Linked DNA regions of Macaca mulatta: region 1 is linked to region 2. The links are chromatin contacts, called in public Hi-C maps. All regions are on one chromosome and are shown on one strand. Each heading gives the region's core, a stretch centred on a gene start, on an enhancer-like site or on the middle of the called end of the contact. The rest is flanking DNA. Distances are from core to core; before and after follow the strand shown. Region 1 holds the start of TOP3A (DNA topoisomerase III alpha). Region 2 holds the start of FLII (FLII actin remodeling protein).

Region 1 (2,989 bases), core at 176-2,675, 56 kb before region 2:
TTCTTCTGGATCTCTGTTTCTGTGTGCAGCACTGTCCTGGTGTAATCCAAGTCTTTCAGCTTTTTTTCAAGTTCCCCAGCAAATGCTTTCCTGTTTCCAGTTTTCAAGCACTCAGAAGCTCTGGAAAATTCGGCTGAAAGCTCCTGGAACTGCTGCATGATTTTATGCTGGTCTGCAGAGATATAAGCCATGCAAAACGGCCTCACGAAGCCACGGGCCTCCAGGTCGTATAGGGTAAGGTGGTGCACGTATGCAAAGGCTCCCTCCTTGGAATCTCCCAGCACCACCTTGGAGTCCTCCACGAAGTTCAGCTTGGGGTAGGCAGATCCAGGAGGATGGCCCACGAAGGAAGCCTGGTAATCCACTGACATGATACGCAGGGAGAAGTAATTGAGATCAAAAGTGCCAAAAACTTTGGTGTCATTGGGGATAGTGAGTAACGGTTGGGGTCCCACCTGCTCAGAGAACTCGGAAATAAGAATGAAGTCCCTCGAAAACTTGGCCCCAGACAGTTTTGACCAGGGGTTAGCACCCTGGTTGGCGAAGGGGAAAAGCGGCACCGAGTACTCCTCAGGCAGGGCCGGCTCATTGTAAGGCTCTTCCTCATATTCTTCCTCTTTAGTGAAGGCCACTACGTCAGGGGCGCTGATCATATTTCCAGATGTATGAAGAAAACATTGAGAGGAAGTGGGAAAAAATGCGGGGTTAATCGACGCGCAGAAAGCAGGCCTCCGGAGAAGGAAGCGAAGCCCTTACCGCCTTTGCGACTCCCCGAACCCGGGGTCCTAGGCTGCTTCTCACGCACCCGAGGACTCGAACTCTAGCCGCCCCCTCGGAGTTGTAGCTCCTCCGGAGCTCTCGGAGGCCTCATGAACGCCAAGGCCGCAGGCCCAAATGCCCTCTTCTTCCTCCGGCGAGCGCGGCCAGCACAAGAAACCTGCAGCGAGGTCACCTGCACTCCCTGAAACCCACCGCGACAAGCAACAGCCCTCGCTCTGAACCAGGCTTAACGCGAGGCTACGGGACGCCGCAGGGGTCAGCCAAGCGCTGCCGCCCCTCACTGCCCGAGGGCAGAAACCGTCGCGGCTCCTAGGACGCCACAACCCGGATTCAGCTACCGCGGCGCCGCCATCTTGGTGTCACATGATTCCTGGTGTCGGCGCCGCGTGACCCGGAAGCGTCCTCGTAGACTTCCGAGCAGGAGAAAATAAAGTCATGAGAAAGAGAAGGCCTTGGATGGGGGTGTCCGGCGGCTTCCCCCAAGAAGGAGTGTGATTAACCAACCACTGCTGGGAAGGAGGGGAAAGTGGGGCGGAGTGAGTCGGGGAGGTGGTAGGGGGAAACGTGCTTGGACGAGGGGCGCGGGCCAGTCTGGGATTTGTAGTTCCAGGTCGCTGTGGGGCGCGCGCCTGGCGGAAGTGGCTGGAGAAGGCGGGCGGAAGCTCCACGCCAAGGTACTGGGTTCAGTGCTGAGGCGGCGGCTGCAGCACGGAAAAGACTAAGTGACTGAAGCTCCAAAAGCCAGCAGGCTGGTGGGGACGTGACCGAAGCGAGGCTCTAGTTCCTTTTCGGTGGGCGCCAGTTGAGCATCGCCTCTGGCTTCCCAAGGATGCGCCGGCAGCCGGGGAGCGGCTGCAGGCGCGGGGCCTAAGGATGATCTTTCCTGTCCTCCGTTCCGCGCTCCGGTGGCTGCGACAGCCCGGAGACCGTGCCTTTTCCCGCGCCGCCATGGAGGTGGCCCTCCGAGGCGTGCGGAAAGTCCTCTGTGTGGCCGAAAAAAACGACGCGGCCAAGGGGATCGCCGACCTGCTGTCCAACGGTCGCATGAGGCGGGTAAGAAAGCGCGTTCCGATCAGCTACGTGCCTTAAGGGAGGCCCGCCGAGCCGGACAGCGTGGTGGGCGCCGTGAATCGAGATGAAGGCGATTATCTCCCATTTCTCAGGCCTCACCGCCCCTCATCTGGATTATTGCGGTGGCCTGCTGTCTGCTATCCGACCGGAGTGCATTTTAAAACGTAGTTGAGATATTTCACTCATTTGCTTGGAAACCTTTTGTTTTCCTTGCCCTTAGCAGGTTCCCAAACTTGTCTGATTCTCGGAACCGCCTCGGGCACTGGCTGCCCTTTGGGTCTTGTGTGAGGTTGGGGAAGTCTGTATTTTACTGTTCTTCCCTCGAGATTCAGAAATTCATTTGGGGACTACTGACCAGATTCCCTTAACTTGGCGTTCAAGCCCTGCCCGATCGCTCCCCAGCCAACCTAGCCCTCCCCATCCTGTGCCACAGCCACTGTGTTCTACAGCCCTTGTGACTTTCCAGCCTCAAAGTACACAGTGACAGCAACACGGTAAGGTTTGGGGATTAGAGATGATGAACTGATTCTGAGAGAGGTAAGTGGTAAGAATGTGTTCTACACACACACGGGAGGCACAAACCAAAGGAGGATAAGAAAAAGTTTCATAAAGGAGGTGCCACGGGAGACATAAAGAGCTGTCCAGGAAAATATCTCAGATAACAAAAGTAGATCCTGAAATGGTTCTTTTCTAAGAGCGTGGGTGGAAGTTCCTTGCTCGTTTTTCTTTAGTTCCCGGGGTCCTAAGACGCGTTTCCAGTTCAAGGATAGTGGGAGTGGAGCCAGGGTTGTGTGAATGTTGGCTGACAGCTTTACCTGTTTCCAGTGCTAGAAGTCCTGGTGACCAGCCCCAAGGTTTGTCTACTTCTAGGGCTCTGGGCCTCTTGAAAAATGGTCGTCCTACACCTCACTAACTTCTTATCCTTCAAGGCTCTGCTGAATTCATTTTTTCTCTCTCTCTCTTTCTTTTTTCTAAGCAATTCAGAGGTCTTGTATTTATCTATTTTTAACCTACCATGCCATGAATCCATAGGGAATAGGTTCCAGCAGCCCAGGCTCCTTTCCATTGGTGTACTTCCCTCAATGGAACGGGCTGGCTCTTCAGTTGAACCCTTTCTCTTTGACTTGCTTCTTCTTTG
Region 2 (2,921 bases), core at 233-2,732:
AGTTCAGCCAATGAAGGGCAGGCCCCGCCCCCCAGCCGACAGACGCGCTCCCTTCGGGGCGGGACTCCCTGACGCAGTCCGAATTTAAAGGTGCAGGGCTGCATTCCGAGCCTGCGACCAGGTGATGTGACAGGCAGCCCTCCGGGAAGTCTGTGCGTTGTAATGTGAGCCTCCGGTGTGGAAAAAGCTGTCTGGGCCCCCGTTCCTTCCAGGAGCCAGGTAGAGAGGCTGCACATGGCTAGAGGCCCGGCACATCCAACCTGTTAGATCACCTCTGCGAGAGAGTGTCTTGGTGGCCTCGTTCTTAACTGTGGGCCTGCGAGGCACAGTGTGGCGAAAGTGCCGACCCCTGCCACCTGCTCCGTGCGAGCTTATGTGGGCCATTCTCCACCTGGGCCTGTTTTTCTCCTGTAAAATGGGGACACTAGACCCCCTCCTCCCCTACGAAGCATGGCTGGGCATATAACAGCTGTGGCTCATTTATCGGGGTCCTGCTATGTGTCAGCCAGGGCGAGCCCCCTGTGAACAGCAGGGACCAAGACAGATGCTTCTCTTCTGGACCCTCCCTTTGTAGGGGGGCACGAGCACAGGGGTGCTGACACTAAGTGGGAATAATAAACCTGGCACACAAAACAAAACGGAATAATAACCTGCCACTCACTGAGCGCCTGCTGTATGCTGCAGGCTACACGTGCATTCTTTGTTCATTTACTTATGGTGACAATCTTAGGAAGCATTTTACAAATGAGGAAACTGGGTAGGGCGCGGTGGCTCACGCCTGTCATCCCAGCACTCTGAGAAGCTGAGACCGGAGGATCACTTGAGGCCAGGACATCAAGACCAGCCTGGGCAACATAGCAAGACCTTCGTGTCTACAAAAAAACAAAAATAAATTTAGCCAGGTGTGGTGGTCTGCGCCTATAGTCCCAGCTAATCGGGAGGCTGAGCCCAGGAGTTCCAGGCTGCAGTGAGCTATGATCACACCACTGCACTCCAGCCTGGGCGGCAGAGCAAGAAGACCCTGTCTCAACAAAATAAAAACAACACATGAGGAAACGAAGTCCAGAAGCTGGAGAGCTAGGACCCGAGGAGCCAGGTGTCTCACTACCACCGGTCAGCCAAGTACAGGCACTTCCTGGGCCCCTGCGACCCGGGGCCTGGGTTTAGAATCTCTCCGAGGTCAGGGCCAGCTTCATGTGCTGCAGCAGTACAGGGGACGGTGCCTGGCCCAGCGGCCGTTACGGCCCCTACCCTGAGACGCTGGGACTTAAGCCTGGAGATGGTGGAAGCCTCCAGCTCCTGCACAGGAGACGCCCAGCACTCCTTGATGCCACCGCAGTCTTTGAACAGACGGGGAAACTGAGGCCCTAAGAGGCCTAAAGCCTACCCTTCCCGGCGGAAAGCGACCGGCGCGGGCGGGTTAAAGGGGCGGGGCCGGCGCTGGCCCAGCCCGTGGCTCCCCGCACCGCCCCCGCCCCGGCGTTCCTTAGCCCTGCCCGGCCCGGCAGCGAGAGGGGCGCCATGGAGGCCACCGGGGTGCTGCCGTTCGTGCGTGGCGTGGACCTCAGCGGCAACGACTTCAAGGTGAGCTGGACCGGGCGCGTGCTGGGCCTCCCTGCAGGCCTTCTCTTCCGCCCGGCCCGCTTGGCCTCCGCTTCCTGTCCCGCCCGGCTCCAGGCCCTGCGCGTCCCCGGGACTGCGGCCGGGGCGGGGGTGGGGCTCTCCCCTGGCCAGGAATGGACCTCCGAGGCCTCCGCCCGGTGCCTGTACGGGGAGACCGAGGCCGGGCAGGCCCAGGACGGACGCTTGGGCTCGGAGTCCCGCCGGGGACCCGGCCGGGAGCCCCCACCCCGTGTCCGTGTTATCCGTCTGGGCTGGATGGTGGCCTGGGGGTCGGGCGAGCCTCCCCGCCCCCGAGAGGTCACACGCCCAAGCCAGGCCCTGACTCAGGGATGGCGGCCTGGCCGCCCAGGGGCGGGTGCGGAGCCGACTCATCACTGCCCTCTCCCCGCCACCGCCACCCGCCATCCTGTGTGATCCTGGGCCTCTCAGATCACTTCCCCTCTCAGAGCCCGGGCTTTCTCAGCCGGTGAAAGGGCTTAAAAGTCGCCTCCTTGGATGCAAGGGGTGTAGTGAGATTTGTTGGTGTGGAGAGTGTGTCAGGCGGGTGTGCCAGGTGCTGGGTCTGAGCAGCTGCTGTACTGAGAGAGAAAATGACGGAGCCCAGCCCTCTGTAGCCAGTGGGTGGGGCGGGAGGTGGTTCCAGGACTCAGGAATGAGACAGGCATCGCCGTACCATAGGGGAAGCAGAAAAAGAGAGGAGGGAAGAGCTGGCTGGAGGGTCAGCCTCACTTTCAGGGTGGGTGACTGGCAGGGTCTGCCTGGGTTGTCAGTCTGGGGCCGAGAATGAAAACGCAGGTTTTTCCTGCGTTTACCTGCATGTGTACACACCTTTGACCCAAAGTACAAGTGTCCACACCACTTTTCCCTGACCCCATCCCCACCACCCTAACCTGGGGTCTCTGTTCCTCTTTGCTGAACTGGGAGAGTCTGAGTCACCAGCTGGGAATGTGGCCCCAGGGGGAGAGGAATACCAGCCGCGGGCACTGAAGGCACGTGCTGCCCCAGACTTGGTGCCACAAGGGCTGGGTGCCAAGGTGGGCGTTCACACACTGGGGGAGTGCAGTGATACGGCCCTGCCCTGCAGGGTGGGGAGCCACGGTCTCCACAAGCAAGAGTTTGGCCCTGGCTGTGTGAATCGCCTGTGTGCTGATGGCAGGGTGAGGGTACAGGTGGGGCCTTTGCAAAGGCTTGGAGGGGGGAATCCCCCACCCCAGGCCTCCAGTCAGAGCGTGGAATGCTGGGTGAAGGAATTTGAGCAGAGCTAACCACAGTGCCGGGTGCTGGGCTCTCACCTGAAA

What was found. Hi-C and Micro-C count contacts between places; a contact is called where the count stands out from the background.
Region 1: a Hi-C map of blood shows a contact between it and region 2, with 2.0 times the contacts expected there. The contact joins the promoter of TOP3A here to the promoter of FLII in region 2. A contact is called at or near these places in 2 of 14 Hi-C or Micro-C datasets (blood and liver).

The regions. Positions count from the first base shown.
Region 1 is chr16:19,898,237-19,901,225 of T2T-MMU8v2.0, reverse strand. It overlaps TOP3A (DNA topoisomerase III alpha), which reads left to right and starts at 1,425. Exons shown (of 19, transcript XM_015118765.3): 1 at 1,425-1,833. The coding sequence starts at 1,654. SMCR8 (SMCR8-C9orf72 complex subunit) reads right to left here and starts at 1,145. Exons shown (of 2, transcript XM_001095753.5): 1 at 1-1,145. The coding sequence starts at 653.
Region 2 is chr16:19,842,633-19,845,553 of T2T-MMU8v2.0, reverse strand. It overlaps FLII (FLII actin remodeling protein), which reads left to right and starts at 1,482. Exons shown (of 30, transcript XM_015118760.3): 1 at 1,482-1,584. The coding sequence starts at 1,522.